Linked DNA regions of Rattus norvegicus: region 2 is linked to region 1. A link is a contact called in public Hi-C data. All regions are on one chromosome and are shown on one strand. Each heading gives the region's core, a stretch centred on a gene start, on an enhancer-like site or on the middle of the called end of the contact. The rest is flanking DNA. Distances are from core to core; before and after follow the strand shown. Region 1 holds the start of Pag1 (phosphoprotein membrane anchor with glycosphingolipid microdomains 1). Region 2 overlaps Zfp704 (zinc finger protein 704).

Evidence for each region. Hi-C and Micro-C count contacts between places; a contact is called where the count stands out from the background.
Region 2: a contact with region 1 is called in a Hi-C map of kidney, with 7 times the contacts expected there. The contact joins the enhancer-like site here to the promoter of Pag1 in region 1. A contact is called at or near these places in 3 of 12 Hi-C or Micro-C datasets (the Rat2 cell line, kidney and liver).

The regions. Positions count from the first base shown.
Region 1 is chr2:93,962,294-93,966,023 of GRCr8, forward strand. It overlaps Pag1 (phosphoprotein membrane anchor with glycosphingolipid microdomains 1), which reads left to right and starts at 2,301. Exons shown (of 6, transcript NM_022253.1): 1 at 2,301-2,505. The coding sequence starts at 2,375.
Region 2 is chr2:94,215,903-94,219,454 of GRCr8, forward strand. All of the region lies in intron 2 of Zfp704 (zinc finger protein 704), which reads left to right. Among named protein-coding and RNA genes, the nearest start is that of Zfp704, 140 kb to the left of the region's middle. Within about 2 kb of position 1,954, at least 20 of the 93 cell types and tissues checked have an H3K27ac peak or open chromatin away from gene starts, as enhancers often do. A contact at or near this core is called in kidney, where this site is marked.

The DNA of each region.
Region 1 (3,730 bases), core at 1,051-3,550:
TTATTTTGTTCACGCACAAGCAGTTTGTCTGTGTGTTACCCTCATCCTGCCCTGTTTGCAGACATAATACATGACCAGAGAAAAGTTTCATGTCACTGAAGAAACCCCAGCGCATTATAAACTGTTAGAAGGGTATTCACGCGCATCCGCAGACACGGAAATAGGGTTTCCTCGGTTGTACTGTACCTCAGCTATGTACTCTCCTTCATCCTTGAACTTTCAGGGAAATGTACACTAGAACAATCTGCCTTTGTCGAAATGGCTTCGATGTATCTATTTTGGTTACACTCTGGTTTGTCACTAAGACACCCTAGAGGTGCCAGCATGTGCAGCCTCTCGTTGGCCACATGTTCCTACGGTAATATCACTGACTCAAGTGAGAATGTAAAAATTTGTGTCTTTCTGCGAGAAAAATTCAGTTATGATTCATCATCCTAACCCAGAAGTTATGTATTGGCCTTGTGTGCTCCTCTGTTCTCAGCCTGTCTCTAATGCTGAAATGTTTAACAATATTTACAAATTACAAAATAACAAAGAATGAGCAATAGCCTGGCACTGTCAGAAGCATTATGGTGGGAACAGAGTGGTGGGTTAGCATTATGTTGGGAACAGAGTGGTGGTTCAGCATTATGGTGGGAACAGAGTGGTGGGTCAGCATTATGGTGGGAACAGAGTGGTGGGTCAGCATTATGTTGGGAACAGAGTAGTGGGTCAGCATTATGGTGGGAACAGAGTGGTGGGTCAGCATTATGTTGGGAACAGAGTGGTGGGTCAGCATTATGTTGGGAACAGAGTGGTGGGTCAGCATTATGGTGGGAACAGAGTAGTGGGTAAGCATTGGTGGTTCAAGCAGAGCAGAGTTTTCTCTATGGTGAGAACATGGACCAAGTTCTTTCCCAGCTTGGCTCCAACTTCCTGATCTTTAAAGTGGAGGTGAACAGTGCTCCCCGTGGGTGGTGGAGCAGTAAATGCAGGAGCATCTGGCGGCATCCCTGGGAACTCTGAGTACAGGTCTTATGCCTCCTCTATGGTTCTTCATATTTCGATCTTGCTTTCTGCTGAGGGAGTGTCCTTAGCACAAGCCTTTCCTCTGAAAATAAATTTGCTGGGTATCCAATATCAGCTCAGTGAAAACTCTTCCTTGAAAGTAAAGCCACACCCTGAGTGGACAGCAGTCTGGGGTGTATAGGCAGACACTATTTAATCAATCACACTGACGGAGCTCTAAGGAAAAACGGGCTTGAGGAGCTAGGGGGATGAAAATAGCGTTCTTGAAAAAAATGTGTCTTGGAAACCAGTGAGGTGGCTGAGATGTATAGATACTCACCACCACTCCTGACAACCTGAGTTCTTTCCCCAGGACCCACGGGGTAGAAGAAAGAACCGACTCGGGGTTGGGGATTTAGCTCAGTGGTAGAGCGCTTGCCTAGCAAGCGCAAGGCCCTGGGTTCGGTCCACAGCTCCGAAAAAAAAAAAAAAAAGAAAGAAAGAAAAGAAAAGAAAGAACCGACTCTTGTAAGCTGTCTTGTGACCTCCACAGTTGTCCCATGGAGCACATACATGTGTATGAACACACACACACACACACACACACACACACACATACACACACACACGCCCAGATAAATAAAAATTAATTAAAAATTCAAAGTTGGTTATTATTACATACATATCCATGCATAGTAAACATTTCATACTGCCCTGCCTGAGGCATAGTAATCCTAATAAGCATGTTTCCTTGCTTTGGGGTGCCTGAAATCTTGGTTGAAGAGTTGAAGAAGTTCCCTTGAAATAAGTCCATCCCCATGATGATAAACTACCCATTGCTTCAGATGTTCTGTTTTACGCTGGCGCAGTCCCAGTTAAATCCCACGTGAGGAAATCAAACATCAGACCACAGACTTGAAGAGAGCCAGGTTCCAGGCTCGCCTACCTTCTGCCCACATCACCCTGACTGCTGCGAAGCCTTTCTCCTGACAGGGAGGCTGTGCGCTTCTCACTTGAAGTGCTGTTAGAGACCTTTCAGACTCTGAAATAGAGGTAGCTATCCTGGAGAAAAGACGCAGGTCTGACCATGCCATTCATGTGTATTTTGTAGTTTCTTCAAACACAAACAGAAGGTCATTTTATACGGTCTCAGCATACCTGCATTTCGATGTTGCAAATAGAAGTTTCTGGTGTGGCATCGTGTCAGCACTCAAAAAACTCAGACTTGGGGATCTTTCTGGTTTGGGATCTTGACACTGAGAAGGCTCAGCCTCTCCAGGGAAGGGATCCTAAACGTGTTGTTCTCTCTGCAGGAGGGAAGCCCTCTAGACCCATGTGATCTCCTGTGAAGAACCGAGCCCACCTGCTGGTCACCCCAGCTCCCACCATGGGACCTGCAGGAAGCGCCCTGAGCAGCGGGCAGATGCAGATGCAGATGGTGCTGTGGGGAAGTCTGGCTGCGGTGGCCATGTTCTTCCTCATCACCTTCCTCATCCTTCTGTGCTCCAGTTGTGACAGGTTAGAACAAACATGCATGTTCCGGAGCCTAAACCTGTTGTTTTCCTGTGCCCAGTGGAGTCTCAGTGTTCAAAGCCTCCCTGGCCCTCTGTGTTCATGGGTTGCTTACAAAGGACGTTCTTGAAAATCCTTATGGACCTTCCTGGAGAGCAAAGCAAAGAGCCCTCCTGTTTTAAACGTCTGGAATGAATTCTTGCCGCTCTTTGAGCAGTCTTTGGGTGCTGTCCTTTTCTGGCCGTGGGCATATTGAAATCTAAGTGTGAGGTACTACATCCTGTTGCCACCATGGGCAGTTACTGAGGATGGTCGCTGTTGTGTGGCTTGGGAGAGCTCATGTATTATTAACCTGTGTGTGCTGAACTGCCCTTTATGAAGGAACAGGTTTGTTTTTCCTACAGGAGAGACTCACTGAGTGCAGACGCCTGTTTTCTTTTTAAACATTACACTTGTCTCCTTTCGCTCAGGGAGAAGCAGAGTTCTTTGTAACTAAGACTGGTTGCTCAGAACAATCAGAGATGGTACAGGGTGTGCAGCCTTCTGGTGTTGCCGGGAGTCAGTGGGGACCAGCTTAGCCAGCTCCAACATGGGAAGAAAGTTAATGATATTTAAAATTCTGATATGGAACCCACCCTAAAATCTGTCAAGAAGAGAAAGCCAGACTCTCTGGCCTTATGCAGCCTCTCCTAATCCCTGCCAAGTGTGGACCCAGGCATTTGAGGACGGGACAAGCCTCCAGGAGCTTGAAGATTCTGCTGTTGTAATGACTCATTTGCCCGCTAGGAGTCACCCTCTCCTCAACACAAATAGAAATGTCATCTTTACAACCAATGGCTTTCTTTAGACTGTTCGGTGTAAAAGACGTTTCTATTTTTACTCAACAGACGTTTCCATAGACTGGAAGTACATATGACTCATCCTGAGACATGTCACCTTGCTGGTGTGCCAAAGTAGTGTCTCCTGTATGTTCTCTCACCCCTTTCCACACGCACGTGACTCACAGACTCCTAAGGGAGACGATGAGAAAAGGCGTTGTCTGTCATCCGAGCATTCTAGGCACAGACAGCTCCTGCTTGCAGCCTGCTGTCCTCCTGCTGTGAACTTGACCCTCTGTGCGCCAGAAAGGGACACAGCCTTTGCTGCTGGTTAGGACTTTTTCTGCTGAGGAACGTTAGGCTAGGGGAACATGGTGTCTGCTTCACTTTAAGGGCACATTTGACACCAGAAT
Region 2 (3,552 bases), core at 704-3,203, 250 kb after region 1:
TGGCCCACTTAGAAAAGGAGATTTAAAGGGTTTGTTTTGAGGGAGGGGTTTCAAACCCCTTTTTCGTATGTGTAAAGGTCTATTAAGCCATCTTATTATGGTGTTATTTAACCATAAAGTCTACTGTTCTACCTAAAATAAAGCATGGCTTTAAAGAATAAAAACACCTTAACTACATCGTGAGAATATTATTGAAAAGGATTTTAAATGTAGATACCAGCTGGCCACCTTTAATCCTAGAACTTGGGAGGTAAAGGCAAGGGATATCTGTGAGTTTGAGGCCAGTCTGCTCTACGAGGCTACATAGTGATAGCTGGTCTCAAACAAAGGGGAGGGTTTAATAATGGGTAAACAACCTATAATTTAGTTCATTCGTTATTGATGTCTTCTCTGTTCTCTTAGGAATTTTTTTTTTTTTTGAGACAGAGATTCTCTGTGCATCCCTGGCTATTCTGAAACCCCCTCTGTGGGACCAGGCTGGCCTCAAACTCAGAGATCCACTGCCTCTGCCTTCTGAGTTCTGGGGTTAAAAGGTGTGGGCTACCACCCAGCTTGACTCCCAACTTTTAAATACTATACTTAAACTAATGTAGACCAAGCCACACGTGTAATAAAAAGAAATTCTTCTCATTATAACATAATTTTAAATTGATACCAAAATTAAAAGTAGAACCTGAAATAAATTGCGTTTTAGTTCACATAAATATTTCAATCACAGAAAATTATGTCTATGCCTCCGGTTGAGAACCAAGCTGTGGGCAAGGTGGGATGACGGGTGCTATAATTCTAGTACTCAGGAGAAGAAGCAGATCTCTGAGCTCAGAAGGAGCCTGGACTTCAGAGTGTCCAGGCCCTCCAGAGCCGCATAGTGAGATCCTGCCCCCAAAGAGAGAAAAAGTCAGAAGTAAGGATGGAGCTGGTCAGGACGGAGCACTGGTGTAATGTCTGAGGATCATAGTGGGCCACCTCTTGGACAGGCCTGGCCAGCTGGCTGTTTCCTTTAAGAAAGTCCCCAAGTCTGTTTCTTGGTAGAATGTGACAGTGATATCGTTACACACTGGCAATTTAAAGTTGTACGTGTGGAAATCTAGCATCCTTAGTTTACAATAAATATAACCCTTCTTTTAAGGGTTATACTTTTCCTTTCCTTGAAGCCAGATATGTGTCTTGGGAGGGATTGACTCTGGCACCCCCAGCCCAGGACACATGAAGGAGTGTGCCCATTGGACTGCTGCCTGCAGTTCTCTCCCCAGCACAGACGGTCACTCTGAAGGGCAGTTGCTCAGCCACAGGTACATTCCCAGTCCCTTCCTGACACCCATGGATGGCCCCATGCCTTTTGGATGGAGTGGGAGTCCCACTCAGGCTCCCTGGGTGTTTATTGCCGTGGTATGGTCAGAAAACGACTGGTCTCTCTTCACATAGACAGGAAGGGAAATGGCTGCTAGTCGTGGCTAAGAGGAGCTCAGTTTGTTGTCTGCAGAGCAGTTACTGTTACAGGTAAGGGAGGGCAGAAATAAGAAGTGCTGTCTTGTTAAGCCTACTCAGGCTTCGTTGTTTGTTTTTGTCTAGGGGACAGTGAGTGACTTTATCCATAGTTGTTAAGTTGGCAAACCAGCAAACGCTGGACTCGTTTTCTTCCAGTTCCCTGCATAAATGATTCTCTCCATAAACTGTGGCTGGCAGCTCTTTACATTGGCTGGACACATGTGGACTTGAGGCCCCCAGGTGATAACATGATGAGCCACACAGTACATCAGGGATGGCCCACCATGACCATGAGGGAGAGATGCAGCTTTGATGACAGTTTTCTCCTTGAGGGTATCTGGGACATTTCTTCAGCGAGCAGACTGATCACTTCAGGCTTCCTGGATGACACAGGGCTCTGCCTTCCCATTACAGTAGACCTGCTGTTCCTCAATGAGTGGCAGGCCCTGCTGACAGGGCAGGACTGTGGGTCAGCTGGCTGACAGCCCAGACAGACAGCAGCCTGGTCAGAGGCAGCCCAGCCAAGAGGTTCCTGGAGAGAGTGGCGGCCTTCTGTGGACTTTTGAGGATAGCGGGCACACCCTCAGTGGGATGGAGAGAAGAAACTGGGAAGAAAGGAAAAGGCCGGCTGTTCCTGGAAGCAGAGCCGGGGACAGTAATGTCCTAGTAGAACAGAAATAGAAGCACAGACTCACATGCATACAGGACTCAAACACATACACATCCGGATACTCGACACAGATCACCAACTCACACAGAGATTCATACATGCACACGTGTACACACGACCCAGACACGTGGTTGTTACCAAGTTGCAAGCACTGCAAAACACACGACACAAGCCCACACAGACACAGATGCACATACATGGAGATCCACAAAGTACAGCTGTCAAAATAAACTCAGCAGTTTGTCACGTTCTCTCCGGTCTTCTTTGTCACCATGTGATGTGTAAGCGGCAGTCCCTGTTGTGACCACACGTTCAGAGAGAACACGGTTTCAGACTGCCTGTGACTCCTGGAGGACCATGTTGGGTGTAAGGAAAACGCTTCGGACACGCACAGTGAGAGAGCCTCTGAGGAAAGCTGGAGATGCTTCTCCAAGCTGTGTGCTTCCTGGGACTCCTCACTACATCAAGGGGTCCAGCTAATGACACGGGATTGTTTTCAGCGGATTTGAGACCTGATTTAATAATGGTCTTGCTGAGATTCTAGAGTTTACCAACGAATCCATGAGAATTTGTAAATACAAAAAATTATCACAGACATGGGAGAAAAATTAATGTTGCCTAGGTAGGCCAGGTTGGGTTTTGTTTGGCTGTTTGTTAGGACCCCGGGGGTGATCTGTTTAAAAGCTAAAAGCCTTTGCTTCTCACAAGACAGAAGTAAAGAATCCCTCAAGTCCAACAAGATGACGGTGTAAAAGTAGATAACCACAAGAGCCTTTAGATGTTTTGGTCTCTCTGCCTGTCACCCCTCAGCGACTTTCACTAACACCGTCCCCAAAACCTTCATGAAGAACTAACCTAAGCCAAGGGTTGGGGATGTCGAGAGTTAGAGAAATGCAAGTGGGGGTGAACCCCGTCCTGTGCAGGGGCTGAGAGCAAATACTGGAAATGCAGCAAGCTTTCCATACACCATGACGGCCTGACAGAGCAGCAGACAGCAGGAAGCAGTCGTCCTGAACTGAGTATTGAGGGCAGGTGGACAAGAGTAGGGGGAGCTAGTTCCCAGCAGAGGGCGGAGCTGGAGTCAAGGTCTAGGGAAGAGGGCCTAACTACTTAGGGAGGACGGTCAAACCCTGGAAAAGGCATCGTGCACTGCCCTGTGACTGATTCGGGTCATGGGGACCAAGGTCTGTCATGTGGAACTTTGGACTCCATCCTGAAAGCAAGAGAGACTCCCGGGAAGGCATTTCTCTGTCCCCAGGACTGTTACACCATTGTTTGTTGTACATTGTTTGTCGGTAACTCCTATCTCAGACAAACTGGTGGACTGCACCTACATGAGAGATGTTAACATTTATCTTAGTCACTGTTCTGCTGTTGTGACGAGACCATGACCA